Linked DNA regions of Triticum aestivum: all the other regions are linked to region 1. Evidence: chromatin contacts called from public Hi-C data. All regions are on one chromosome and are shown on one strand. Each heading gives the region's core, a stretch centred on a gene start, on an enhancer-like site or on the middle of the called end of the contact. The rest is flanking DNA. Distances are from core to core; before and after follow the strand shown.

Region 1 (3,966 bases), core at 820-3,319:
CCCGGTTCCATGCGCCTCCAAAATATTCGCCTGTCCTATCTCCCGTCTCCGCCGCTAGTCCACGATACTCCCTTCACTCAGTGCACTTTTTAAATATGCACTCCCTGACACTACCCTCTCCTATCGTCTGGATTCCAACACCCTAATCGCTCATTTGCCAAGCTTCTCCACGTTGCCACGGCTGCCACGAACGAGGATCCTGGGACAGGGTCCATGCCAACGCCTCTTCATCAGGACTATGTTTAATGATGCAGGGTCCATCATGTTCTCATTTTTTACTATGTTGGCACTTACAGGTGGCCTTGACCAGTTGGATTACTATTAAACGGGCTAAATCACCATATTTGGGGCTTGTTCTTGAAGAGTAGGTGAATAATTATGGTTTTCCTTCACAAATCGAAAGGTTGTGGTTACTTTTTTTGACAATGAAAGGTTGTGATTACTTGTTATAAGTTGCACTAACGTTGTGGTTTCAGTAAATAAAGAAGAAAAAAGAAAATGGTAGGACCATGCAGAGAGAGATCAAGCATTTTGCAGTCCATGCCTTCTCGCGGGAAAGTCTATGCCTCGCTTTATGTGAGAAGACCGCGTTGCCTACAGGAACTCCCCCTGGTGGGCCAACGAAGTAGAGGATTTGTTCTTTTCTTCACTCGGTTTAGTTTTTCCTCTTGTTTTATCTTCTTCTATTCTACTTTTGTTTTTATTTAAAAAATATTATAAATACATATATTCTAGAAACAATTAATTAAGTTTCAAAAAAATGTTTGTGCGGTGTTAAAAAAATGTTCATGTAACTTTTTAAAAAATGATAGCATTTTGAAAAAAAATGATTGTAACATTCAAATAATGTCTAGATACTATGAAAAAAATGTTAGTGCCATTTACAAAAAATGCTTATACAATGTAAAAAAAGTTCATATAATTTTTAAAAAGGTTTCATACTATTCAAACAAAATGAAGGTGACATTTTCAAAAAACAATATTCATGATTTTTAATGATTATAGAAAAAAAATGTTTGCACAGTATAAGTAAAATATTTTGTACCACTGAAAAAACTGTACATGGCATTTCAATGAAATATTCACGTGATTAAAAAGCGTTGATGAATTTTCAAAAAAATGATTATTTAAAAAATTCCCGTTGTATAAGTAAAATATTTTGTAGCATTCAAAAAATTGCACTTGGCATTTCAAAGAAATATTCACCTGTTTTAAAAAAATGTCAAATGTAAAAACATGTTCACATATTAAAAAAAATCTTTATTAGCATTAAAAAATGTTCCACCTATATTTGAAAAAAAGTTCAAACATGTATTTAAGAATAATGTACATCATCTCTTTAGTAAATGTTCAACGTGCATAGAAACATTTTTCTTATACACTAAAAATGTACATTTCGTATTAAAAAGTAAAAAATCAAATTATAAATAATTTTTATCCTTTTAAAATTTTTATAAATAAATAAAATTGAACACACGAGCAAGTTTTTAAATTCGATTTTTTGAAATTTTTGTAGAAATTTGGACATTGGTAACAATTTTATAAAAATGCAAATACTCTTAAAATTTCGACACTTTTTGAATTTAGGAATTTTTGAATATTTTTTTAAAATTGTAATTTAAAAAGCTAAAGGAAACAAAAAAACTAAAAAGTTCTCCAAATCGGGAAAAGCCGGACAAGGAACGTTTCGCAAGACCGTGATCGATTATAACGTAAATGGGCTGGGCCACATTTGCCTGTGCGAAAAGTGAGGATCCAATAGGAAATTCCCAGGTGGGGCGGGCGAGTAGCAGAATTGGGTGCGCGGGCCACTTCGCTCATGTGGCGCGCATGGTGCTGGGCTAGGAGTTCGTGGATCAGCCGGAAGCAAGAGAGGGCTCACGCAAATTAAGAAAGGAACAGTGGTGTCCATTTCTCAACAAAAAAAAAAGATTGCCTCAAAAAAAGATTTCTCAAAATAAAAAAAGATTGCCTCAGAAAAAAGGAAAGGAACAGTGGTGTCCACTCTGCACCGCCATGAGATGTCTCGTTCATCCAGGAAAGATGATGGAAATGAGCCCACGCCGACCCCGTGACGACCCGCGACATCAGCCAGGGAGGACAAAGTATCGTGCTGGACCGCTAGATGCACTGGTTGGTGTCGAGAGTACTGCGTGCGTTTGTGTCCAGCTGCTATAGGTCACCACTTGCCAGGCCGTGCTGGTGCTGTCTCAGCCACGTCCCGGCAGCGTCGGCTCAGCACTCACGTCTTCGAGGACAGTACGGCGTCCCCAGGGATTTGGGCTGGCGGTGGTGCTTTACTTTCTCCTTGCGCGTGCGTGACGTTGCTCGGAACGGAAACTTGGTTGATGCAAGTTCCGCGTATTGCTTACCAGCTTTAGTTGCCGTGACCGCCCCCTCTTGATTACGTGTTACTTACAGTTGAGGTAAGCCGGCCATTACTTCAACTCCGGGGATCTGAGCGGCTTTTTCGGCCTTAGGCGAATGTCGGGCCAGGTTCAGCTCACTCGGCGCCTAGGCATTGATCCGACCGAGCACCGAAAGGAACCCGGCCAATGCCTCTGCGTCGAAAATGCTCTCGGAAATATCTTCGAGTTTCGGGGGACTGTCACACCTCTTTACACACCGTAAGAGCAACTCTGTCGGGGTCTCGTATTGACATCGTTATAATAACCATAGACATGATGATTTTAGCCGAAAAGATCACTCTAACGGAGCTGTCATTTCATCCTCGTTTGACATAATTTATGGAGTGCTCTCCACATCAAGCCCGCGATCCTTCATATTTTTGTGTTTGTGGGGGATATTTGGACTGCATACCATCCGAAAAACGACTTCGCCCCCCCCCCCACCCCCACTCCTTTTGTCGCCTCCTCTCCCTCACCGTATTACCGCCTTCTACCGCTTCCGGCCATCCCCAATCCTCGTTGACGATGTCATGAACGCCGCCTCAACCCCCGCGTCTAAATCAATCATTTTTTAGTCAGCCCCCACGCCTCCTGAGGCTCCATCGACAGACCTCCTATGGCTTCCGCGCCTCCGACGGCATGCCATCACCGCCTAGGCCAACATCTCATCCATGTTGCCGCCAAAGAGGTGTCAAAACCTACGACGTTGCGTGGAGGTGGCCACCTCCCCTAGTAGGTGCCAAAGGGACGGAAGAAGAAGATGGGGAACCTAGGTGCTCGTGGCCCACCCCCACCTCGCTTTGTCCCGGAGGTAGACGAAACTGAGATGCCTTCCCAGTCGTGCGTCACAGCAGACACGATGGCGATGTATACCAAGCAATCATGCGCCTTGTATTCAATTTTTGTTTGATCGAATGCAAGGTGACCATGAAAATTCGTTGGCAGCTATGCAATGTATACGATTTAGCGGTGTTTTTTTTTCTGAATTTGGAGGGATTGACCTTCAACGACTCATCATTTCTCAATGTGATGATGGGTTAGTCCCGGGCAAATAATGTTGATCTCGATGGTGCTTTGTCACTTTTCGATCACCAGTCCGCCCATGATACGAAATTTGATCAATTCTAGCCCACCGGCTCATCGAAGAAGAAGCCAATTCGATGAAGCAACTTTAAGCCTGATGAGGATGTTGTGCTTGTCCTGGCATGACAAGATACCTCTCTTGATGCGATCACAGGGAAAGATCAATCGGCGGCCGTATTGAAAGCGCATCAAGGAGCGTTCTAGATCTCATCCTGAACAGAGTACAAATCTTACTCTCAAATCTCTGACAAAACCGATGGGATACGATCCAAAAGACCGTTGGGCAAGCTGTACTTGTGCATTTATTTGTTTTAGGATGAGATAGCCCAAGAGAGGTATAAACAAATGCCCAAGTTGAAGGGCAAACCATTTGGCCTCCAACATTGTTGGGACTAGTTGGAAGAGCACGAAAAGTGGAAGAAGAGGAATGATGATGTCAGTCAGCTGAAAGGTGCGAGAATTCCTCTCCGAAAAT
Region 2 (4,448 bases), core at 1,097-3,596, 200 kb after region 1:
GAGCCCTGATGTGCCTACTCATTCATGCCTGTTTGTCATGCCTGCTATTGCTTAGAGTTGAGTCAGGTCTGATTCATCGGGGATGAATTGGAATGTGGTGAACATGTCCTACTGTTGAGAGCTAAGTATGTGAACACGATTTGGTAAAGGTAGCGGTGAGAGGCCATGTAGGAGTACATGGTGGGTTGTCTCATTGCAGCCGTCCTCAGGAACTGAGTTCTGTGTTTGTGATCCATGAACAGTTACTACCACACATTGGAATGCTTAAGTGCCCCTCTCGACTTATTAATCAACTTGATCTCTGTCCAGGAGTTGCAACTAGTTTCTGGTGTTTGTAGGTAGTGTTAGTAGTCTACCAAGTGGTACCCGGTATAGGTGGGCTTGGGACAGACTAGGCACCGTGGCACGGTGTACCAAGCGTAGATCCATCCGTCGAGGTGGGCTTGGGAACCCTGTTCACATCGTTTGGGGCCGTGAGCGACACCCCGGCCGGATCTCCTTGCGGATGGAACCCGAATAGGCGATAAACCTGGACGAGAGACTTGTGTGGTTAGTCAGGTCGTGGCCGACTCCCTCGCCAGGCTTCCGCTTGAAGGTTGCCGAGGTACACGACGTGTACATGGTGGTAAGTGGCGAGAGCGTGTGTGACGAAGTACACCCCTGCAGGGTTAACATCATCTATTCGAATAGCCGTGTCCGCAGAAAAGGACTTCTGGGTCGCCTGTACAGTTCATAGACAAGTGAAAGTGGATACTCTAAAATGCGCAAGATAAGCGTGAGTGCTATGAATGGCGTTCTCGTAGGGAGACGGGAGTGGATCCATAGTGGTGTATTGATATGGTGAATATGTGGACTCGTGTGCGCCACCTCAAAAGAGTTACTAGCAGTCGTAGTTAGGATAGCCACCGAGTCAAAGCTGGCTTGCTGCAGTTAAACTCCACCACCACCTTTGTTGATACCGATGTATATGTAGATAGTCCTGATGTAAGTCTTGCTGGGTACATTTGTACTCACGTTTGCTTATTTTATGTTTTGCAGAGAGACGTCAGTCTCGCTAGTAGTTCCGTGTGGACTTCGACGTTTAGCTTGATACCTCAGCTACGATCTTGTGCCCTCGGCAGGATCTGGTAGATAGTCAGGCTTCTCAGCCTTTTTCATTTGTAGATGTCTGTACTCAGACATGTTAAGCTTCCGCATGTGTTTGACTTGTATGCTCTGAATGTTGGGTCATGAGACTCATGTTTGTAATATCTGGCTCTTCGGAGCCTAATGAATAAATACTCTGAGTCGTAGAGTCTTGTTGTGATGCCATGTTGTATTTGCACATATCGAGCATATTGTCTGTATGATTGAAATGCTTGGTATGTGTGGGATCCGACAACCTAGTTGTTTATCCTTGGTAGCCTCTCTTATGGGGAAATGTAGTCTTGTGCTTCCATGAGCCATAGTAGTCCGCTACAGCCGGTTCACCGGAGTCCTGCTAGCCCAGCACTACTGCTCCGGAACACTTGACTGGCCGGCATGTGATTCACTTCGTTCCTGTGTCTGTCCCTTCGGGGAAATGTCACGCGGTGACATCCGGAGTCCTGCCTAGCCTGCTACAGCCCGGGTTCCCGGAGTCCTGTTAGCCCAGTGCTACAGCCCGGATTCACACGCTGCTCACCGACATGCTCGATGTTGATTCATGTATGCCTGTCCCCGTAAGTTAGTGCCACTTTGGGCTCACGACTAGTCATGTCGGCCCGGGTTCTCTGTCATATGGATGCTAGCGACACTATCATATACGTGAGTCAAAAGACGCAAACGGTCCCGGGCCATGGTAAGGCGACACCCGTGGGAATATCGTGCGTGAGGCCGCAAAGTGATATGAGGTGTTACCGGCTAGATAGATGTGACTTGGAATCGGGGTCCTGACACATCTACAACAAGACATTTCAAACCCCCTCAAACGTCCGAGCGGGCCGCCCAGTCACTGGTCGGTCAAGAAATTTCGACCCAGCCGGACGCCTCAAACAAACCTTAAATGCCCGAGCCATAACCCTGGGCGTGTTCGCGGACGTTTGCGGGAGCGGATTTGCTCAATCTGGTTGTAGATGCTCTCAGAGGTCTGATGCTGTAGTATGCAGGATCAACCACCAGATTTTGTTAAAGTCTGATAAAGTCGTATTCGCTTTAAAATGCAAGATGAATAAGTCGCATTTTTTATTTGCCTAAAAGAGGAGAAATGGAGAATCCGGCGTCCATCTTAAAACCGCCGGGAGCATTAAACACCCGCCTCCCTCTCCCCTCGGGACCTCCGCCACGCGCCGCAGCCGTCGGCTGAAAAAAACGCTTACAAAAGCACCGCGAATCTCAAGGTGGGAAATCCACCAATCCAATCGGACGAAGGAAAAGAGAAAATTCCCACCACCGACCGCGTCACGCGCGCGCACGCGCACCCGCGCTGAAAACGGCCCACCGCCCACGCGCCAGCCGACGCGTCCTCGCGCGCATGCCGCCGCCCAGCCTGACCGCCGCGAACGACAGGGCCGCCGCCGCCTCCGCCGCGAACGGCCACGCGGCGCCGGTCGCGCGCCGCCGCGCGGGCAAGGGCAAGAAGGTCCACCCGCTGCCGGCCGACGGGGCCGCGATGGGGGACGGCGGCGAGAGGCTGGCGGGCGGGAGGAGGCCGATGGACTGGCTGTCGCCTGCCGGGGTGGCCGGCATCCTGCGGCGGCACCCGCTGCCGGTGCTGTTCGCGTGCGGGCTGCTGCTCTTCATGGGCGTGGAGTACACCATCCCCATGATCCCCGCCGCCGCGCCGCCGCTCGACCTCGGCTTCCACGCCACCGCCGCCATGCACGCCGGGATCGCCGCCCGGCCCTGGCTCAACTCGCTCCTCGCCGCGCTCAACACGGTGAGCGCACTTTCCTGTCTTGCCTAGATCCGATCGGCGAATGAACCTAGCTCCTGCCGATCTAATCTGCTCCAGTAATTCCCAGCATTTTTTACCTTTCACTTTTGACCTGCCAATGTTACCCTCTCATTGATCAAACGTGAAGGCAACCCGCGCTTTCGGTTGAGCAGAACGGGCTACATTGTAGCCACTCACACCAGAAAGTGGAAACTAGACACTAGACGACACCAACATCTCACAACTTTCACATGACCATATGTCTTCTCGTGCAGAGTTTGTTTACCTTTTCATGTTTTTCTAGGTGGAATTTGTGTCACATTTGTCTTCCTGTGTCTACATTTTTTCTTGAGAACTTTCACGCGTGCTGTCCACGCAGCAGTCTAATCCCAGTTTGAGCACTACTAGTACCCCCATATTTACAATTGGTTAGAAATTTAATACGCGTCGCTGGCAGTTGCACATCAACATCTATCGCTTTAATTATAGGAATGATGATGTATAGCCTCTGGTACTGTGACAACAAGTGAATATTTGTGAATTGTCGCTCCTGGTGATGAGGGGAGCAAAAGTAGCTGGTATCCCAAAATGCAAGAAACTGACGAATGGTGTTTTATTTGGATGACCCGACGAACGGTGTTTGGTGGCTTGGCTCACCCAGAACCGATAAGATCAAGAATATCATCGTCATGCATTCTTCACATACCCATGGATTTCCTGATAAGATACTGCATCTGGCTAGATAGCTACCCGTTCCCCGCTCCAATTGCCACTAGTTGTTAGTGTTGCCATGACGGAATCCATCCTGAATGTGACGTGCGATCTTGTCATGTGCAGGTGTTCGTGGCGATGCAGGCCGCATACATCCTGTGGGCCGTCCTCGCCGAGCAGCGGCCGCGTGCCGCCATCGCCACGCTCATGATGTTCACCTGCCGCGGCCTGCTCGGCTGCTCCACGCAGCTGCCCCTGCCGGCGGAGTTCTTGGGCTCCGGCATGGACTTCCCCGTGGGGAACGTGTCCTTCTTCCTCTTCTACTCCGGGCACGTCGCCGGCGCGGTGATCGCGTCCATCGACATGCGCCGCGTGGGACGGCGCAGGCTGGCGGTGCTCTACGACACACTCAACTTGCTGCAGTTCGTCAGGCTGCTTGCGTGCAGAGGGCATTACACCATTGACCTGGCCGTCGGCGTCGGCGCTGGTCTCGTCTTCGACATGCTTGCCGGCTGGTACCTGGACAGCAAGAACATCGACAGCGGCGACAACCGTTGCTGCAGCAGCTGCCAGAAGGCTCTCGTCTCACAGAAGCTTACATCATAGGCCCATCAATGGCTGTGGAATTGCAGTGGACTGGACATGATCCAAGTCATTTTTTAGAATGCTACTTACTGATATGTAATTGTGTAACTGTATTTGTCCTATGTAAGTTGCAACATCTTCTGAAATGCAAGTATCAGAATTCAGAAGCTTAAAGTACATCACAAGACAGGAATCAGCACAGGAACCAAGCTGCGAGGTGGCAAGTGGTAACAGATGGCAAAGGTCAAGATGCACCATT
Region 3 (4,383 bases), core at 213-2,712, 220 kb before region 1:
AAAAAAGTACTCCCTCCGTCTCAAAATTCTTATCTTAGATTTGTCTAGATACGAATGTATCTAATACTAAAATGTGACTTGATACATCCGTATCTAGACAAATATAAGACAAGAATTTTGGGACGAAGGGAGTAACACATACAAACGAGAAGAGGGCATCCGCTACCGAGGTCTCGAGAGGTTGTGATTTTGGTTGCTCACCAAAGAGCTCAGCCGGCAAGATGCATGTCCACCCCACAGTTTGACGATTGGCATCCCGGTTTAACTTGCATCGATGAGCTCCTCAAATTGGATTGTAAGCATATCTTCAATGGATAAAGCTTTCGCTTCAAAGAAAAAAAAGAACACTATACTCTATGGCCGTATCTGTAATATACAAATCGACATTTTACGATACTCCTTGAAACGATAAAATAAAATAAATTCCCATCCTACTAGGAAAAGACGTTTTAAGACGAACTCTTGGGGTTCAATAGACACTGGAGAAAGTGTCCTGTATTGGTGAATGGGAAAGGACGGGAATATTCATATATTTTTTCTCATTTGTATCCTTTTCAATGTTAAGCCAATCAGCAAGTCTTTAGTTGCAAAGCCACTTGTTGAGAAGGAACTTTAGGTGTGTGAATGTGATGACCACAGCCCACAGCTTAAAAGCACCACCTCACCACGGGATGGCAACTTACATCTAAAAAGAAGGCCTTGCAAAAAAAGGTGAGCATATAGCACAAAGTAGAAACACCAAAGAAACAGAAAAAAAGGTGGTACTGGCCACACGATCACTGACCTTTAATTAGTTGATCAACACGTCATCGAGTTGGTTACCTATGTACTTTATTTTTTGACAGAAGCATTACAAAAAAAGTCGCTGTTTCTCTTCGAACTGTAAGCTCTAGTTGCATCCGCGTTGCAACTTTATTTTTTTATGTAAAATGCTGTTAGACAAAAAATATATAATGAAATGATCAACTAGCTCCACATGTCGCAGCAATGGACCCCATCGGGGATTATATATGCATCTTACAACTTTCTGTAAGTACACATAACAATACCGATCACGGTAATATTCCCCGCAAAAATACATCGTGTTCTTGGTGAAGTTTGAACCCACGTCCTCTTCATAAGCGCACACATTTCATAAGACATTTCACCTAAAAGGCTAAAACCATGCCAACATTATACAGGTGAAGCGGGCTTATGAGTATATGTGCATGCATGGAGCATCTGTGATTGTACTGTGTTTAGAAAATTACAGAAAAATCAGATTCTAAAAGAGGAGAGAAATAAAAATAACGCATAATTCCCCAAGAAAAGAAAAGGGAAAACCGCATGACTGACCGATCCTCAGAAATGTGAGGCGACCACAGATGAGAAATGCGACGCGCGGCACACTCGAAGGGGCAATCTGCAAAAGACCCGCAAAAGGACTAGTAGACGCGTCCACCACCGTCCACGACAGACGCGCACGCACAGAGCACCACACCACACCACCACCGCCGCCGGCCCCGGTTAACCCCCCTCTGGCCTCCTCCCCTTCCGTTTCAAAAATCAAACACCCCGGACGGAAACCCTCTTTCCTCTCCCCCCTCCCTCCCGGCCGTTGCGGTGGCGAATCCGGGCTGCGACGCGGGGCCGGCGGCGTGACCCTCCGTCCCCTCCTCCGCCGCGTCCCCTTCGTCGGGTCGCCAATCCACCTCGTCCCACCCCGCCCCGCCTCGCCTCGTCTCGTCTCCCAACTTTTTCCGATCTCCTCGTCGCTAAGCAAACAAACCCTTATTAACCCCCCGCCGAAGCAGATGTTCGCCTGGAGAAAAGGGCGCCACTTGCACTGGGCTAGGCACTCTGCTCCCCGGTGCGACTAGAGTAGAGTAGAGCCGGAGCGCCTGGTACGTGCCACTGGGTGCAGCCGAGATTCCTTCTTGCCCTCGACTGGGTTCCGGCGGATTGGTTGGTGTTGTTCTTGCGGATTCTTTCTCCGTTCTTGGCAAGTTCGCCGTCCTGCTCCTGTGCTACTGCGGCGCCGGTGCCGGTGAGGAGGAAGGCTGCCAAGATTGCTCGGGGGCCAGGGGGGAGCAGCCGCCGGTGCCCGGCCTCGGAGTGGCCGCCCCAGCCCGTCTATGGAAGTTGCCGCCCCGACTCCATGCCACGGCCTGGAACCAAATTGCCGAGCACGGCACGGCTTGCCTGCCCTTCTGACGCTGCTTGTCACTCTGGTGCCCGTCTTCTGCTTCGTTCTTGCTCCGGATCGGCCAATTGCGGCGGGCCTGCTATGACGGTGGTCATGGGTCGGCGCCGGTGCGCTCACTGGATGCTGCTGCTCTTCTGTTGCCTCCTCCTCACGTCCCCCTCACATGGTACGCCGTGTTTTTTTATCCAATTCAATTCAGTGTTGTTTTGTCTAGATCATAGAATTCATACATCAAGTTTATTGTCTACTTGAGCAAGGCTTTTGCAACAAAATTACCACCGGCTCTGGTGTCACAAACTGAGATTTGACTGTTGGTGCTTGCTGTTTACCAGGTCATCGTCACAATCGACCCGCTGACGCGTTTGTCGGGGGATACGGGATAAACTACGGGAGAATAGCGAACAACCTCCCGTCTCCGGACAAGGTGGTGGAGCTCCTCAGGAGGTCCAAGATAAGGAATGTCAAGATATATAATGAAGATCACACTGTGCTCGACGCGTTCAAAGGGACAGGGCTCAACCTGGTCATTGCTGTCCACAATGGGTTGCTGAATGCTTTTGCTGCAAATGAGAGCGTCGCGATTGACTGGCTGAATGAGAACGTGCAGCCTTACATTTCTCAGACACGCATTGTTGGAATCACTGTGGGGAATGAGGTGCTGGGAGGCGATCCGAGCTTGGCCGCTCCGCTCGTTGGAGCTGTTAAGAATATGTACGATGGTCTCAAGAAACTGCATCTGGATGACAAAATTGAGCTTTTCACACCTCACTCTGAAGCTGTTTTCGCTACTTCCTATCCGCCCTCTGCATGTGTTTTCAAGGAAGAAATCATGGTGTATATGAAACCGCTGCTGGACTTGTTTTCACGGATCGGCTCACCTTTCTATGTCAATGCATATCCCTTTTTGGCGTACTTAACTGATCCGGGGCAGATCGACATTAATTATGCTCTCTTTCAGCCCAACCCTGGAGTAGTTGATCCGAATACTAGTCTGCACTATGACAACATGTTTGATGCTCAGATAGATGCAGCTTACGCTGCTCTGCAGGCTGCTGGTTATAATGACATGGAAGTCCGGGTGGCAGAGACTGGCTGGGCTTCTAGTGGAGATCAAAATCAAGCAGGACCATCAGTTGAGAATGCAAGGACTTACAATTACAACCTCCGTAAGAGGCTCTTTTTGAGGAAGGGAACTCCTCTCAAGCCAAAGATACCAGTCAAAGCATACATCTTTGCCTTGTTTAATGAGAACTTGAAGAATGGAGATCCTACTGAGAAGCACTATGGGCTCTTCAATCCAGATGGAAGGATTTCATATGATATCGGTTACTCAGGTCTATTACCTTCATCAGCACCCGCATCCTTGCTGTCAATTAAGGTAAGCATTTACTTCTCGCCCATCTACTTGTTTGCCCACTAGTCTTTGTTTTCATTGTATTGTCTCGTTTATATTATAGTAAGGTCTTTGCTCCAGTAATCCACTTTCTCAACATTTATGAACTTCAAAGCAGATTAGAGGTGGATATCAAAAGTTCCAAAGTCATCAATTGCCACTCAAAAGGGTACAGTAGTCAATCAGACATAGCTTTCAAGTCCAAACCTCATATGATGTCTTTAACAAAAGGGGCCCTATCAATTTAATTTCTCCCATGCATCATGGATCATGGCACTTTCAGCTGTCCAGCATCTGTATCACAGTATCAGTATTACAATTCGATACTTAGCTAAGAAAATCAATTAAAAAAACACCATCCCTGTCTTGGGCGGAAGGATTCAAGGCCGTGACGCCCCGAGGTCTGCTGGGGTTCCATCATTCACACATGGGATGAATGTGGCGGTCAATTGTTTGCCGTCCTTATCCAGGTTGTGAATATTGGAATATATGTTTGTTAACAACCAAGGCCTGTCAGTGTTGTGGACGAACATGTTCTTCGGCAAACAGGATTGATACTAATGTTGTCCAGAGAAGAACTTCCATTGCACTAAATAGAGACAACAGATGCTGAGCAGTAAATACTGAGATCCTCCATAAAGTAGACACTAGACAATGACAAGAAATTAACTTGCATGCTTTCAAAACAATTTAAATGCCAGTAGGTTTCTCTTCCGTTTATATTATTATGGAACCTCTTTACCCAGTTGGGATAAGCCAATTTCATTGCACTAATAAATGCCTAGCAAAAAAATTGGATGACCGT

What was found. A called contact is a pair of places that touch in the nucleus more often than the background predicts.
Region 2: a contact with region 1 is called in a Hi-C map of leaf, with 6 times the contacts expected there. The contact joins the promoter of LOC123164703 here to the enhancer-like site in region 1. A contact is called at or near these places in 2 of 5 Hi-C or Micro-C datasets (both in leaf).
Region 3: a contact with region 1 is called in a Hi-C map of leaf, with 4 times the contacts expected there. The contact joins the promoter of LOC123163884 here to the enhancer-like site in region 1. A contact is called at or near these places in 3 of 5 Hi-C or Micro-C datasets (all in leaf).

The regions. Positions count from the first base shown.
Region 1 is chr7D:487,264,417-487,268,382 of IWGSC CS RefSeq v2.1, forward strand. No RefSeq gene overlaps it. Among protein-coding and RNA genes, the nearest start is that of LOC123164703, 200 kb to the right of the region's middle. Within about 2 kb of position 2,070, at least 6 of the 8 cell types and tissues checked have an H3K27ac peak or open chromatin away from gene starts, as enhancers often do. A contact at or near this core is called in leaf, where this site is marked.
Region 2 is chr7D:487,459,826-487,464,273 of IWGSC CS RefSeq v2.1, forward strand. LOC123164703 (phosphatidylcholine:diacylglycerol cholinephosphotransferase 1) reads left to right here and starts at 2,347. Exons shown (of 2, transcript XM_044582256.1): 1 at 2,347-2,896; 2 at 3,731-4,363. The coding sequence starts at 2,492. The coding sequence ends at 4,210. It overlaps LOC123164702 (phosphatidylinositol/phosphatidylcholine transfer protein SFH2), which reads right to left. Exons shown (of 11, transcript XM_044582254.1): 11 at 4,408-4,448.
Region 3 is chr7D:487,041,642-487,046,024 of IWGSC CS RefSeq v2.1, forward strand. LOC123163884 (glucan endo-1,3-beta-glucosidase 14) reads left to right here and starts at 1,463. Exons shown (of 3, transcript XM_044581287.1): 1 at 1,463-2,351; 2 at 2,518-3,563. The coding sequence starts at 2,138.